2 separate regions of the Mustela erminea genome follow, and region 2 is linked to region 1. A link is a contact called in public Hi-C data. All regions are on one chromosome and are shown on one strand. Each heading gives the region's core, a stretch centred on a gene start, on an enhancer-like site or on the middle of the called end of the contact. The rest is flanking DNA. Distances are from core to core; before and after follow the strand shown. Region 1 holds the start of GRK5 (G protein-coupled receptor kinase 5). Region 2 overlaps GRK5 (G protein-coupled receptor kinase 5).

Region 1 (3,361 bases), core at 602-3,101:
GTCCTCAAGTAACAGCCACTCCTACAAATCTGTTCACATTAAAGCTGAGCAAGGGAGGGGGGACGGACCAGCATATTTTAAACTCTGCTGGGGTTTTCAAAGCAAACCTTCCAGGAGGCTTTAGAGCGACAAGTGACGACAAAATCACGACGTGAACGCTGGTTTGAGTTACTGGGCCGCGCATCACCCACCGGCACAGCGTGTACATAGCCACAAGGGGATGGAACTGCCTGGGTAAACATGAATCGTTTTATTGCTGGCCAGAAATTCTTCCTTCATTCATCAAAGTGGGTGAATGAAAATATTAAGTAGGTAAGGCATTTTCGTGGACTGCTCCCTGAGTAGCCCTCTGAAGTCAAGACCTTACTTAGGCTGCCTTCTACCTTGGGTGTCAAAGAAAGCCTCCTCCCATGAAAGGGAAAAACCACTTCCCCTTTTTGTAAAACGGCTGCACGCCAGAGCTCAAATCTTGGCAAAAGAGATGTTACATAAATTCCAGGTGTTCCTAAATATGTATGTTTACACGCAATCATTTTAGGAAGCATCTAAGTTTCTGGGTCACTTTTCTTTTCTTTCTCTCGCTCTCTTTTTTTCCGTCTCATGGAAGAGTTAAAATGTGTGTTTACAGCTTTGACTTAGGCTCTTACCCACTTCGTTTTGACGATATTTCCTGCCAGCTAAACGCAGGAAATCTAATAATTAGCACCCAAAACGCATCTAAGCACCCAGCACACTTACCTTTCTTTTCTTAACTGAACCGAGATCAGACAGTTTAGTTATCTCTTCCTCCCATCACCAAAGGGGGGGGGGAGCCAACTCTGAAATTCTGAATTATTTTCTAGGTGATTTGTACAGCCATATCTCCCGTAATTCTATGAACGGGCTAATTCCTTAACATCTCACTTTGCCTTTAAAAGGCTTCCTTCCACACGACGGGATTTCCCTAAGAAACATTCCCAGCGGATGGTTTCCAGCAATAGCCTATATCAACTCAGCCTGCGCAAGCAAAGACTTGGCTTCTGCTAATTCCACCCCCCCACACCCGCCCCAACACACACACCGATTCACACTCACAGAACCATCCCGGGCCGACTCGAAAAGCTATTTTGTTTGCATGTTTGCCCATCTCTTCCTGAATGAATGCTTTTCCAACTGACCTTTCAACAGCTGCCGAGATGGCAGGGTCTGTAAGGTTAGAGCCGGAAACTAAGGGAGATTTTAGCATCTTAATCCCTGCAACCTCGACCTTTCTGCTTCTCTACCCGAGTCCATATTCTCGGAGCCCAAGGGCAGGACCCCTGAAGCGTTTGCAGAGCAGCCCTCCGAGGTGTCCTGCTCGCGACCAACTCACTGCGGGCATCCTGCACACGCACAGCCCCAGCCTACACGCCGCCCGACGCCCGCACCCTGGCCCGCGGCGAATACGCCAGGCACGCACCAGCCCTGCCTCTTACCTTCCCTGGCTTTCAGCAAGACCGTGTTGGCCACGATGTTTTCCAGCTCCATTGACAGTCGGCGGTCAGCGAGGGAGCCTGCCGGCGGGGCTGTCAGCTGCTGGGGGTGCTGCCGCTGCTGCTGCCGCTGCTCGGGCTGCCGCCGCTGCTGCCGGAGCCGGGAGCCGGGAGCGAGCAGCCCGCCTTGCCTACCGCATTATTCCTGCTCTTATCCCTCGGAGTTTTCCCCCTCTGCAAAGAGGAGCCGCCGCCGCCGCTTCTTCCTCCCTCTGTGTCCCCCCTCCCCCCTCCCTCAACAGTCTCCCCCCCACCCCCCACCCTCCGCGTTTCTCTGTCACTCCATTCTCCACCCCTCCGGCTCCCTCCGATGCTTTAATGCTTCGGATGCTTCTGCCTCCCCTCCGTCCCTCCCGGGGGTGTGGTACTAGCAGGCTCGGGTGGTCGCACTGCGCAGGCGCCAGGCGGGCCGCGCCTCCTGCCTCGGCGATCGTGGCGCGGGGCCTGCTGGGACTTGTAGTCTTGCGGGCGCGCCGCCTGAGCCGGAGTGGCGCGCGGGCTTCCTGACTCGGAGACCTGCCCGGGCGGGGACTTGCACCCGGACTGAAAGCGCACGTGGCCCGGGGAGGCTAGGGGTAGCCCGGGGAGGCCCGGGCTGCGAGGGGCAGCGGGCGAATCAAAGGCGGCCCGGCCGAGCCGTAGCCCCCAGTCCCGGGGCCAGGCTCCCTCTGGCCCGTTTCCCGCCTTGCCGAGAGCGGGGAAAGCGAAGTCCACAGGCCACGGCGGCGGCGGGCGAAGCGCCGCGTTCCTGCAGGAGCCGGTGCGGGTCCTGGCAGCCCCTCGGGGCGTGCTCGAGTGGGAGGAAGGTCAGCCTGGGGGGCGCTGCGCACGCTGAGGCCGGCCCGTGTGCGCCGTCTCACACGCACACGTGCCGGGACGCTGACAAAGGTGTACTTTGTTTCCTCCGAGGGCGCGAAGGGGTCTGCGAGTCGGCGGCCTCCCCGCGCTGGTGGCCGTGCGGTCCGAGCGCCCCCTAGTGGCCGCGGGGGCGGCTGCGCGGCGGCGGGTCCACGCGGACCGCGCCCCCCTGGGCTCGGGACCGCCCCCGCGCGCCTGGCGGGCACTCGGGGGATCTGGGCGTGGGAAGCGGCTCGTTCAGCTAATAAAGTGCCTTCCGGCAAGCGGGGCCCGTGAATTCACGACCCTCATTACAGTCAAATATTACGGGTTAGAAGAAGGTACCGGAATCGCCCGGGTCGGCCGTGGAGAGCGGTAATGAGTAACCACGCGGAGCCCTTGTTGGAAAGACGCTTTCAAATGACGGGTTTATTTATCTTGGGGCTCTGAGCGCCTCTCCGCGCTATGCTCAGAACATGAGATTTCAGAACTATTCCGCCTCTCTTGCTTGCTTTCTTTGAAGGTCCCACTCCTGGGAAATGGGGAGTCCCCCGAGGTCTGCGAGGCCTACGGGAGGTGGGGGAGGGGCGGCTGGCCCCAAGGAACAATGAGGCCTTTGCCTCCTCTGCATCCTGCGGGCCGGATATCCGCTCAGAAGCGGCTCTGGGCCCTCTCTGCTAAAAAGGAGGAAACCTTCTGTCCCCAGGGCTGCCAGGAAGTGCCAGGGAGGTGCTGGGAGAAACGGAGAACAATTACTACACATGGGAGAATGTGCAGAAACCAATACTTTCGAAGCCTTGGAAACCAGAATGGGCGCAGATTTTAACAGCACAGAAATGTCCTGTTCCTGATGCTATATACTCACCACTGCCGCCGCCACCGCTTCCTGGTGTGTGGATTTAGGTCAGTGGGTCTCCCTGGGCCTGACTTATCCCGTCTGCAGAGCCGGGACAATCACAGTTTGCCTGCAGATGACTTTTTAGGAATCTTCCACTCCAGGAATTACTGTCCTG
Region 2 (3,327 bases), core at 166-2,665, 110 kb before region 1:
CTGCCCACTTTCACATGGCTGTCACTCAGCATCATGTGTGTGCTTTCTGCCCTGTCTTCCCAACTTCCCTTCCCTGAAGAGACCTAACTGTCCTTACAACCCCCTTGGGGGTCCCCTGGGGGGCCTTGCCCAGAGTGAAGGCTGAACAGGGGTTCATGGTTGGGATTGGCTATCACCCCACGTGTCTGAGTTCATTAGAGTCCCTCCTGCCCAGAGGCAGGGGGACGGGTCACATGGCCTTTGTTGTGGGGAGAGGGTCCCATCCTGATCTTCTAGGTCTGCAGGGAGTTAGTCAGTAGAGCTTTGAGGGATAGAAGTGGGACTAAGGGGGAAAGGGTCATATCCGGGTTACATAAAGCAATAAATGTGGCCCAGCCCGTGTTGCCAAGAGCCACTCCTGAAAGCAGTTCTCCACCACCTGGCAGCTCCCCAGATCCCTGGCACAGAGCACGCACATAACAGAATGAATGAACAAATGAATGAACAGATAAACTTAAACCCAGCAGGACCTGGCAACCGCCACTCACAGGGAAACCAAGAAACAGAGCTCTGAACTGAGCAGGACTCTTGCTGACAGGGACAATGACGAACAGCAGTGATGACGAAGCAGTGGCCACGCTGGAGGGCTCACTGCATGCCAGGCCCTCAGCAAGACCCTCCCTGTGCAATTCCTCATTTGATCCTTGCGACAGGCCTATTCCCATTTTGCAGGTAAGGAGACTGAGGACTGAGAAGGTAAAGCATTTGTCCAAAGTCACAATCAGTAAGGAATAGAGGCTGGTCCAAACCCAGCTCCCTCTGACACCAGAGCTCATGCACTTCACTGTTGTCCCCACCCCAACTTAACGGAGCTGGGTTAGCCCTTCAGTAGCTTTGTCCCTGAGGCATTAGCACAGGGCCTACAGCCCCCGCACTCCAAGACCTGATGAGGGAGTCTTCCGGCAAAGCCATTCTCTGTGCCCTGCTCTGCCCCAAGCTGAGCTCAGCCAGAGTCCTGGAGCAGCACTTCTTGGCCCATCTCTGCCTGGCCAGTCAGGCTCTGACAGCCGGAGGGGCCAGCATGGTGGCTGGAGTCATGAACCCCCTCTTACCTCTCCCGTGCCTCCCCCTCATGTCTGCCAGGGCACAGCAGGGGAGAGGACAGGGCCCGTTTAAAAGGACTCAGAGAGAAAAAGAAGACCCATCAGCCATCATTCTAGGACTTGGGAAGATTAAGATTGTTTGTATTCCATCCCCAGAGGAGAACAAAAACATCTGAGCAATCAATGAAAGAAAATTAAGATTGTAAAAGGGCCTGGCACAGAGACACTGGTGTTGGGGGCCGGACATGGCAGTGGATGATGGAAGCCAGTCATCAGACTGCTGCAAGGGTAAGGAGTCATCAGACTGCTGCAAGGGTAAGGAGTCATCAGACTGCTGCAAGGGTAAGGAGTCATCAGACTGCTGCAAGGGTAAGGAGTCATCAGACTGCTGCTGGGGAGGTCCGCAGAGAAGGCTTCCTGGAGGAAGTAACCTGCAAGGTTGAGTGGTTTACCAGGCAGAATTAGGGAAGTGCGTTTGGGAAAGGCTTGGAGAAGGGAGGAAATGCGAGGGAGTGGCTGGGTAGGGGGACAGGTAGGAGCCGGGGAAGCTGGAGCAGTAAGCAAGGGCAGGTAAGGCAGGGCGTGGTCCGCTTCAGTAAGACCTTAGGGCTCCAACTTGACCACCACAGAAAGTCACTGCCGCAGGTGGTGGCACGATCAGATGGACGTTCTAGAATGAGCTTCCTGGCTGTTGTGTGGAGCCTGGTTGGACACGGGTGAGTCTGGATGGAGTTGAGGGCAGGGGAGACCCGGGAGTTCAGGCAGGAGAGGAAGGTGGCCAGGGTGAGGGAAGCAGTAGGGGTAGGGAGAGAGGAGCCACCTCCAGAGATAGTATGTATGCAGAGTTGCCTTGGAAAGGGATTAACCATGTGTGCTGGGCAGGAGAGGGCAGGCAGGGAAAGGGAAGCTCCCAGGTCTCTGGGCCATAGGAGGGAAGGCAGTGATTTTCACCAAGACCAGATACAGGGGCAGCTTTAGAAGAACGGATCGCCGCTCTTCAGGGCGACAGGAAAATTCCTTTACGCACTTGTCTTCCTGAAGGGTCACATGACCACACTGAAAAGCACCAGTGGGGGAGGCCTGAACACCTCAGTCTTCTGCCTCCCAGTCCCGTGGGGGATCCTATAGCCGTCTATGTCAGTTTTTAAAGATGTCTGGTTTCGGGGCAGGGAGACCCATGACAGGGGGGACAACTCTCTCTCCGTAAGCAGAACAGACCATGACAGGGCCGCAGACCAAAATGCTCACGGCGGTGAACTTACTGGCAATTTTTATTTTCCACTTTTTAGATTACATTTTGGCAGTTTTATCAATGGATGTATTTTACTTTGTAAGGAATGGGGCGCCTGGGGGCTCAGTGGGTTGAGCCTCTGCCTTCGGCTTGCGTTGTGGTCTCAGGGTCCTGGGATCGAGCCCTACATTGGGCTCTCTGCTCAGTGGGGAGCCTGCTTCTCCCTCTCTCTGCCTGCCTCTCTGTCTGCTTGTGATCTCTCTCTCTGTCAAATAAATAAAATAAAATCTTTAAAAAAAGAGATAATTCTAAAAACAATTTTTAAAGATGATAAAAGGACAGCACAACTGTGGAACACAGAAACACCTGCCAGCGGTGCTCCAAATGCTTCTCGATTTTGCATGTTCCTCTCTGACATGGGCTGGAAAGGGCCACAGCTCGGGGCCGGCAGCAACCCAGACCCACAGGAGCTCTTGAAGGGATAAATTTTTTGTTGTTGTTCTTTGGTTATTTTAATTTTTTTTTAATTTAAACGTTTATCCTGGCCCCAAATACCCTTCTACCCACATTTTTTTCTTCTCCCTCTCTTGGGTGCTAGCTCCAAGGTGCCCCGAACAAGGGGTGTTTAATGCACTGAGGCGGACACCGGGGGACGTGCTGCCAAGGCGTTGCTGAACAGACGGAGCCCGGGAAATAAATTCTGTAAATAGAGTCTGGGCAGAGACCATTAAAAGTGTTGTCCTAGTGTCTCTTTATGGGGCAGAACGCTGTCCTGCTCAGGCGGCCGCGGGTCAGCTGGACTCTTGTGCTGGTTTGAGGTCCCCCGTTGCTGTATAAACTAGCTTGTTTTTCCCATTTTCGGCGACGGGCCTTGAAACAGACAGAAAAGCCCTTCTCAGGCCTGTGACTGCCATCACTCAGGGCTGGGCAGCGGGGCCGCGGGTGCTCCACGGACCTCATGTGCTTTGTCCATCACAGGCACATTTCAGGTTAATGGCGTCAGCAGATGTAAGC

The links. A called contact is a pair of places that touch in the nucleus more often than the background predicts.
Region 2: a contact with region 1 is called in a Hi-C map of fibroblasts, with 2.3 times the contacts expected there. The contact joins the enhancer-like site here to the promoter of GRK5 in region 1. A contact is called at or near these places in 2 of 3 Hi-C or Micro-C datasets (fibroblasts and spleen).

The regions. Positions count from the first base shown.
Region 1 is chr14:80,457,653-80,461,013 of mMusErm1.Pri, reverse strand. It overlaps GRK5 (G protein-coupled receptor kinase 5), which reads right to left and starts at 1,851. Exons shown (of 13, transcript XM_032312596.1): 1 at 1,455-1,851. The coding sequence starts at 1,506.
Region 2 is chr14:80,569,684-80,573,010 of mMusErm1.Pri, reverse strand. The region is part of intron 2 of GRK5 (G protein-coupled receptor kinase 5); the gene reads right to left. Among named protein-coding and RNA genes, the nearest start is that of GRK5, 110 kb to the right of the region's middle. Within about 2 kb of position 1,415, the one cell type or tissue checked has open chromatin away from gene starts, as enhancers often do. A contact at or near this core is called in fibroblasts, where this site is marked.